2 separate regions of the Zea mays genome follow, and region 2 is linked to region 1. Evidence: chromatin contacts called from public Hi-C data. All regions are on one chromosome and are shown on one strand. Each heading gives the region's core, a stretch centred on a gene start, on an enhancer-like site or on the middle of the called end of the contact. The rest is flanking DNA. Distances are from core to core; before and after follow the strand shown. Region 1 has its middle 34 kb from the start of LOC100281186. Region 2 holds the start of LOC100274725 (NADH dehydrogenase [ubiquinone] 1 beta subcomplex subunit 8 mitochondrial).

Region 1 (2,882 bases), core at 187-2,686:
TCGACCCGCTAGGCACGGTCTCGAGTCGGATCGTTTAAACCCGCAGACTTATTTCCCTGTCCGAGCCTAGTCCGCTGCGAGCCTAAACGGGTTGGGCTGGGCCGACTAGATAAGCACGAAAAAAACAGGCAAAAAACAAGCTAAACGGGTCGGTAAATACGATTTAGTGTAAAAAGCGGGTTTGACGGGCTTTGAGGTAAACGAGTCATGCTGGGCTAGCCCGTCGTGCTTATTTTCCTGTTTGGGTTCGGCCCGCTTATTCTTGCCGGGCCGGCCTGGGCCCGTATAAAAGTGGCCCGGACCAGGCTCGTACCAGACCAAAAAAACGTGCTTCGGGTCACTCTTTCGTGCTTCGTGCTGTCTGCACATCTATAATCTAGACTTCGGTCGAAGAAAAACGACATTTCAAACATAAATTGGCTACAGAAGATTAGATTTAACGGTGTGTTTGATTCAGTTTTATGAGTTAGGCCCGTTTAAAAAAATTTGGAATCTCAACCAAACAAGTACAACAGCAAAATTGATTCATGAAAATCTATAGTTTTCTCTAATTTAATTTAGAACTAATTCTACTATAGATTTTCCATATTCCTGACATCCATATTACAAGCTATCATGTTCTTATAAAATCTATAATTAATAGTTATTTAACTAAGCAAATTTCAGTTTTTTTTCATAATTGTCAGTTCACAACAACTTTCTCACAGCTAGAATCGGATTTTCAGGAATTTATTGCTAAACCAAACAAACCCTAATTTTTTAGGTAATTTGTTACACTACTTCGTATGTAAACTCTGTGATTTAAGTTTTTTTTTATATATACCATAAAACAAGCTTCTATATGGTAGCGGTTTAGTTTAGCCTCTTTCAAAAAATAAAAATTATGGCTTCGTCTCTGCTCCCATCAAGTCTAGCACAAAAGAAAAGATGACACTCTATCCATCCACCATTCAGAATTCCTCGTGTCGCGCGCGTTACAGAGCCAAACTTTGGTTTTCGAAGTTGTTGACGAACGAGCAAAAGTTTTGCTGGGTCACGGTAGTTCCGCATTCAGCGACCATAACCATGCATGCAGTAGAGGCATGAAGCATCCTCCGGAACAAGCTTGACCTCCCTGCCGGCGCGGATCTTTCATGCTCCTCCTGGCCTGGTTCGGTGCCTCTGTCACGTTGCACGTCCCCGAACGTCCAGTCCATCCTAGTTCTTCTAGCTGTCCATCCTAGTCCGCCACGACCGCCCTGGCGCACGGCTCCCGTCGCACCAGGTGGCCGCTGCGCCGGAGCGCGCGGGGCAGCGTCCACGTCCAGTCGTAAGTCGTTCACCTCTTTACCTCTAGCAGTAGTAAGCTACAAGAACCTGAACCAGATTCTTTGGTTTGGTTGGGTGGAACGTGTTGCTTGGAGCTTCCCTCTTTTTAGGCCAACCAACGCACGAGCTGGCCATAGTTTTCCACAAACTCTGGCGTAGGTATACTGGGCCGACGCCATTTGATTGAGCACACTAAAAGATAAAGCAGCCCGATTATCATTTTTTTTCTCTAGCAAAATGGGCCGAACTCGGTGGACCTGCTGGTAAAGTACATTAATGTTGCTTTAAACCGTGTCTGACAGCTTATCATATCGTTACTCAAAACATTGTTTTACGCTGTATATTGCACTGTTTGTAAAGTGAAATTTAAATGTAGAGATGAGGATGGGTAAACTGTTGATAGATGATCTTATAGAGTGCCATGAAGTTTTAAGACAGTTTCATAGACAACATATATAATGCTTGTTCTTTATGTCATCTCATAGTAACTCATAATTCTTTAATTTATGTATATAATGCTTGTCCTTTATGTCATCTCATATATAAGCACCAGTTTTTTGTTTCCACAATTGTTACTTTAAAAAAATCCTTATACTTCTTTCTAATCTAACCTAGGTCTAATTCTCTACTATATAAAACACAAGTTTCTACTGTCATCCCTTTTTGCAAAAAAAAATCCTTATACTTCTTTCTAATCTAATCCAGATCTAATTCTCTACTATATAAAGCACAAGTTTCCATGGTCGTCGTGCGTCACTCACTCACTCTTCCCACTCTAAGCAAAAAAGGTAAAATTGTGCACAACACAGGTGGAGGTTCAAACCATGATTCTTGGCTCTATATTCACACCCACATAACCAACATAACCCATATGTTTTATGCTTTATTAAAACAAAGCATATACATGTGATATATAGAACCGTAGTAATACACAGGTATCTGACTGGTGAAAATAAAGTTGTGAGTTGCACGACAACAATGCCTCGTAGTTGTTTCAGAAAAATGACCTCTTCCTGTCTCTCCTCTCTCTTTCTTCCACATAAAAAAACTATGTCACATTGCATGGCACAGAGTAGGAGACCATTTAAATGTAGCAATGTACATAACCTAATAGCATATCCAACTGTTTGTTAAACATACTCTCAATCTTGTAAACTAACTTCGTTCCGTCCAGCAACTACTTATCACAACTATAGATAGACAATAGATTGGATGAAAAATTTGGCTAGTAAGTGCTTATCGCTTCATGTCTGTAGAACTATATATTGTAATATATATTTCACAATCATCAAAAGAAGAAGACGCTAGTTCACTAAACCCTACATATGCTTGTCGTCTCCTCGGCGCATAGCCACCCCTTCTTTAAGGGGTTTTCAAGGTAAGTGCTATGTTGCTCTGATGTGGTTTTTGGTAGATCATGTCAGGGCAAACACGATTTCTCCATCATACTCTGGTAGATCTTGTACTAAGCGTTGTTGTTAGCAAGATCTACTAGTTATCATGTGTAGTTTCAATGTATCTTTGCCTTTAAGCTTCATATTATTAGATTGATTTACACAGCTAAATGTGTATTC
Region 2 (2,882 bases), core at 179-2,678, 120 kb after region 1:
ACGATCTAGGTGTATCGTACTTATCTTTATCTTCTATTTTAAACTTAACTCTATAAACAGTGGTTGTCGTAGCATGAGCAAGGCTAATTGGTTAGCATGGTGCATGGCATTTGTTTGACGCAGCATGTCGGGCATGTCTGGCTGATGAGTTTATTACTCAGCATATTTCGCATATATCTACGGCTAGATTACGCTACGTTACCGAACGCCCGAGTAAACATATACATAGCACCTAAGCGAAGTTAAACAAAAAGGAAAATATAAGCAATGATATGATCAACCCACTAGCAGGTCCAATGTTTCTCTGGCGCGAAACGAGGAGACAGGACACATCACGCATTGAAGGCCATGTGAGCCCCCCGCATAGTTTATTATCCCGTCATGGATCTCGCAGACTGGTTGATTGATTACGATCGAGTGATTAGCCCGGCTCCTCCCGCGGGGCGGTTGGCTAACAGCAAGGTTAGCTGAATGCACCCAGGTCGGTGCGGTGCTGTGCGGGTTGGCGTCGGAGTCCGCCAATAGTTTTTTTTTTTGTGTGTGTGTGTTGTTCATGCCGGGACTTGCAATCCGAGAGCAGTTTACTGGCATGACGCATGCGCGCTCCCACAGTCGGTGACGTTGATTGTGTTTCAAATGGTCTGGCTGGTGTCTGTAGTTTCTCTCGTGCTGTTTTGTTTATAGCTGAACGAGTTTTTTTTAAAAAAATCCGGTAGCAGTGCAAAAGTCCAAGCCATGAGACAAAAGTATCCGCCTTTTATTTTTCACCCTCGGTAGCCGCGGAAGTATTGGGACTTGGGAGCTTTGGTACTACGTACTACAATACAATATATACTTCTTCTTCGCGTAATATACTATACGTACAATACACTGTACTGCTGAGGGGGAGGCGATCGCATCTCTCAACTGACGAATCGAGGCAGCAGCTGGCGTGGCGGCCCGGCCTGGTTTGTGCTGTGCTGTGCTGTGCTGTGCTGACGGCAGCGCGGGGGGCAAGAAAATCATTTTGACGTGGTTGCTTCGTGCTCATGGAAACATCTGCATCAGTTGTCGGTACTATGTTTAGTCCGTCACCTGCCAGCGAGTTAACAACACCTACCTAGCTATATGCCTATATAGCCCGTTGCTGCTTCGGTGACGGGTTGCGGGGCCCGCATAAACAACTGCGACTAGTATACAGTACGATGGTGGTAAGTGTAGTACAGAACTGTACAAAGACACTACATATATATTTGTGGTGGATTTTTTAGTGTTTTTTCTTCCCACAGGCGGCAGTGTTGTGAAAGCCCCGTGAACATCATCACTTTTCACAATGCAAGGCCCAGTGAAGCGTGGCCCAGCAAAACGCATGCCTATCCCAGTGGACTCCACAAGGCCCAAATATACATGCCAAATCCGCTTCCAGTTTTCTCCCCCACTGGATACAGCACACGAGGCCCGAACAAAGCCCACCCAGCTTCCTTCTGTCTCCACCGCCGCCGACGACGAGCCGCGCAACCCAACTCACCGCACGACGACTCGCACTGATCGGAGAGCCAGCGAGCGAGCGAGCGAGATGGCCGGGAGGTTAACCGCAGCAGGGTTCCGCGTCCTTGGCGGCGGCGGCGCACGCGCCGCGGCCGCGGCCGCTGCCCTCCGGCACCGCGCCGGCATGGGCCTCCCCGTCGGCCGCCACATCGTCCCAGACAAACCCGTAAGTCTCCCGCACCCCGAGTCCAGATCCAAATCCGACCCTCGCTCGTGCGTCCTCTCCTCATCTGCGCGCCAGTGAGTTGCCGTCTCAAACCGATTGGATTCTGGGGATTTTTTCTGTTTTGGGTCGCAGCTGCCCGTGAACGACGAGCTGGTGTGGGACAACGGCACGCCCTTCCCGGAGCCCTGCATCGACCGCCTTGCCCCGCACATCGGCAAGGTATTACGGGACCTGATCAAACACGTCGTGCGTTGCGGCGTCATATGCGTCTGGACTGTTTCTGATTTGGCTGTTTCATTGGTTCTGTGTGTTTGCTGCTCGATAGTACGAGGCGTTGGCGTGGCTGTGCGGAGGGCTGGGGTTCTTCGCTGCCCTCGGTGTGGCTGCGGTGGTGAACGATAAGGCCTCCAAGATACCATATGTGAGTGTGCATTGCTAACCGTTGTTTCCCTGATTGCATTTCGATCTTCCAGTGTTTGTTGTGCTATAGATATCCCTCCACCTACTATAACTAGGGAAAATATCCTATGCAATCACTTATCCTGGTGCAAGCATGCAATCAAGCGATCTGGTGCATCCGATCTAGATCTAATGGTAACTGTTATTTTACATTTAACCCCTTCCACCTGAAACCTAGTGTCTATTTTACATTTAACCACTTCCATATGAAACCGTTGGATCTAGACTGGATGCTCTGGATAGTTTGATTGCACGCTTGCACAAAAATGAGTGATTGCACATGATATGTCCTCCTATAACTATGTTTCTTATGATTTTTTTTAAAAAACTAGCTTCCGTGGGTTATTCGTAAGTCACTATAAGATAGTATATTACTTCAAAAGTTTTTATCAGACGAAATGATATTATATCATGGTTCTCACGGCACCATAGCGAGGCGAGTAGCCAGCCAGGCGCCTCTGCCTAGGCGTCCTGTCCAGCAGCAGCTAGCAAATATGCAAGTATGCAAATGCAACATATATGAATACATGACATCAAATAATAGCAAATAAAATATACTTCCATTTTGCAACAAGTAGCAAGCAGCTATATAAGTCCACCAAATACATGGTAAAGTGAATAACTGATAAAGTTTAAAGTGGTAGCTAATAAATATGTGCATATGGCATACTGCCCTAAGTCCCAGAAGGGCTAAAGCCTTAGGCCTAATGTCCTAACCAATATCTGGCCA

What was found. A called contact is a pair of places that touch in the nucleus more often than the background predicts.
Region 2: a contact with region 1 is called in a Hi-C map of ear, with 2.2 times the contacts expected there. The contact joins the promoter of LOC100274725 here to the enhancer-like site in region 1. A contact is called at or near these places in 2 of 25 Hi-C or Micro-C datasets (ear and tassel).

What each region holds. Positions count from the first base shown.
Region 1 is chr1:89,535,780-89,538,661 of Zm-B73-REFERENCE-NAM-5.0, forward strand. No RefSeq gene overlaps it. Among protein-coding and RNA genes, the nearest start is that of LOC100281186, 34 kb to the left of the region's middle. Within about 2 kb of position 1,437, at least 17 of the 20 cell types and tissues checked have an H3K27ac peak or open chromatin away from gene starts, as enhancers often do. A contact at or near this core is called in ear and tassel, where this site is marked.
Region 2 is chr1:89,660,194-89,663,075 of Zm-B73-REFERENCE-NAM-5.0, forward strand. It overlaps LOC100274725 (NADH dehydrogenase [ubiquinone] 1 beta subcomplex subunit 8 mitochondrial), which reads left to right and starts at 1,429. Exons shown (of 4, transcript NM_001149025.1): 1 at 1,429-1,693; 2 at 1,826-1,912; 3 at 2,019-2,114. The coding sequence starts at 1,556.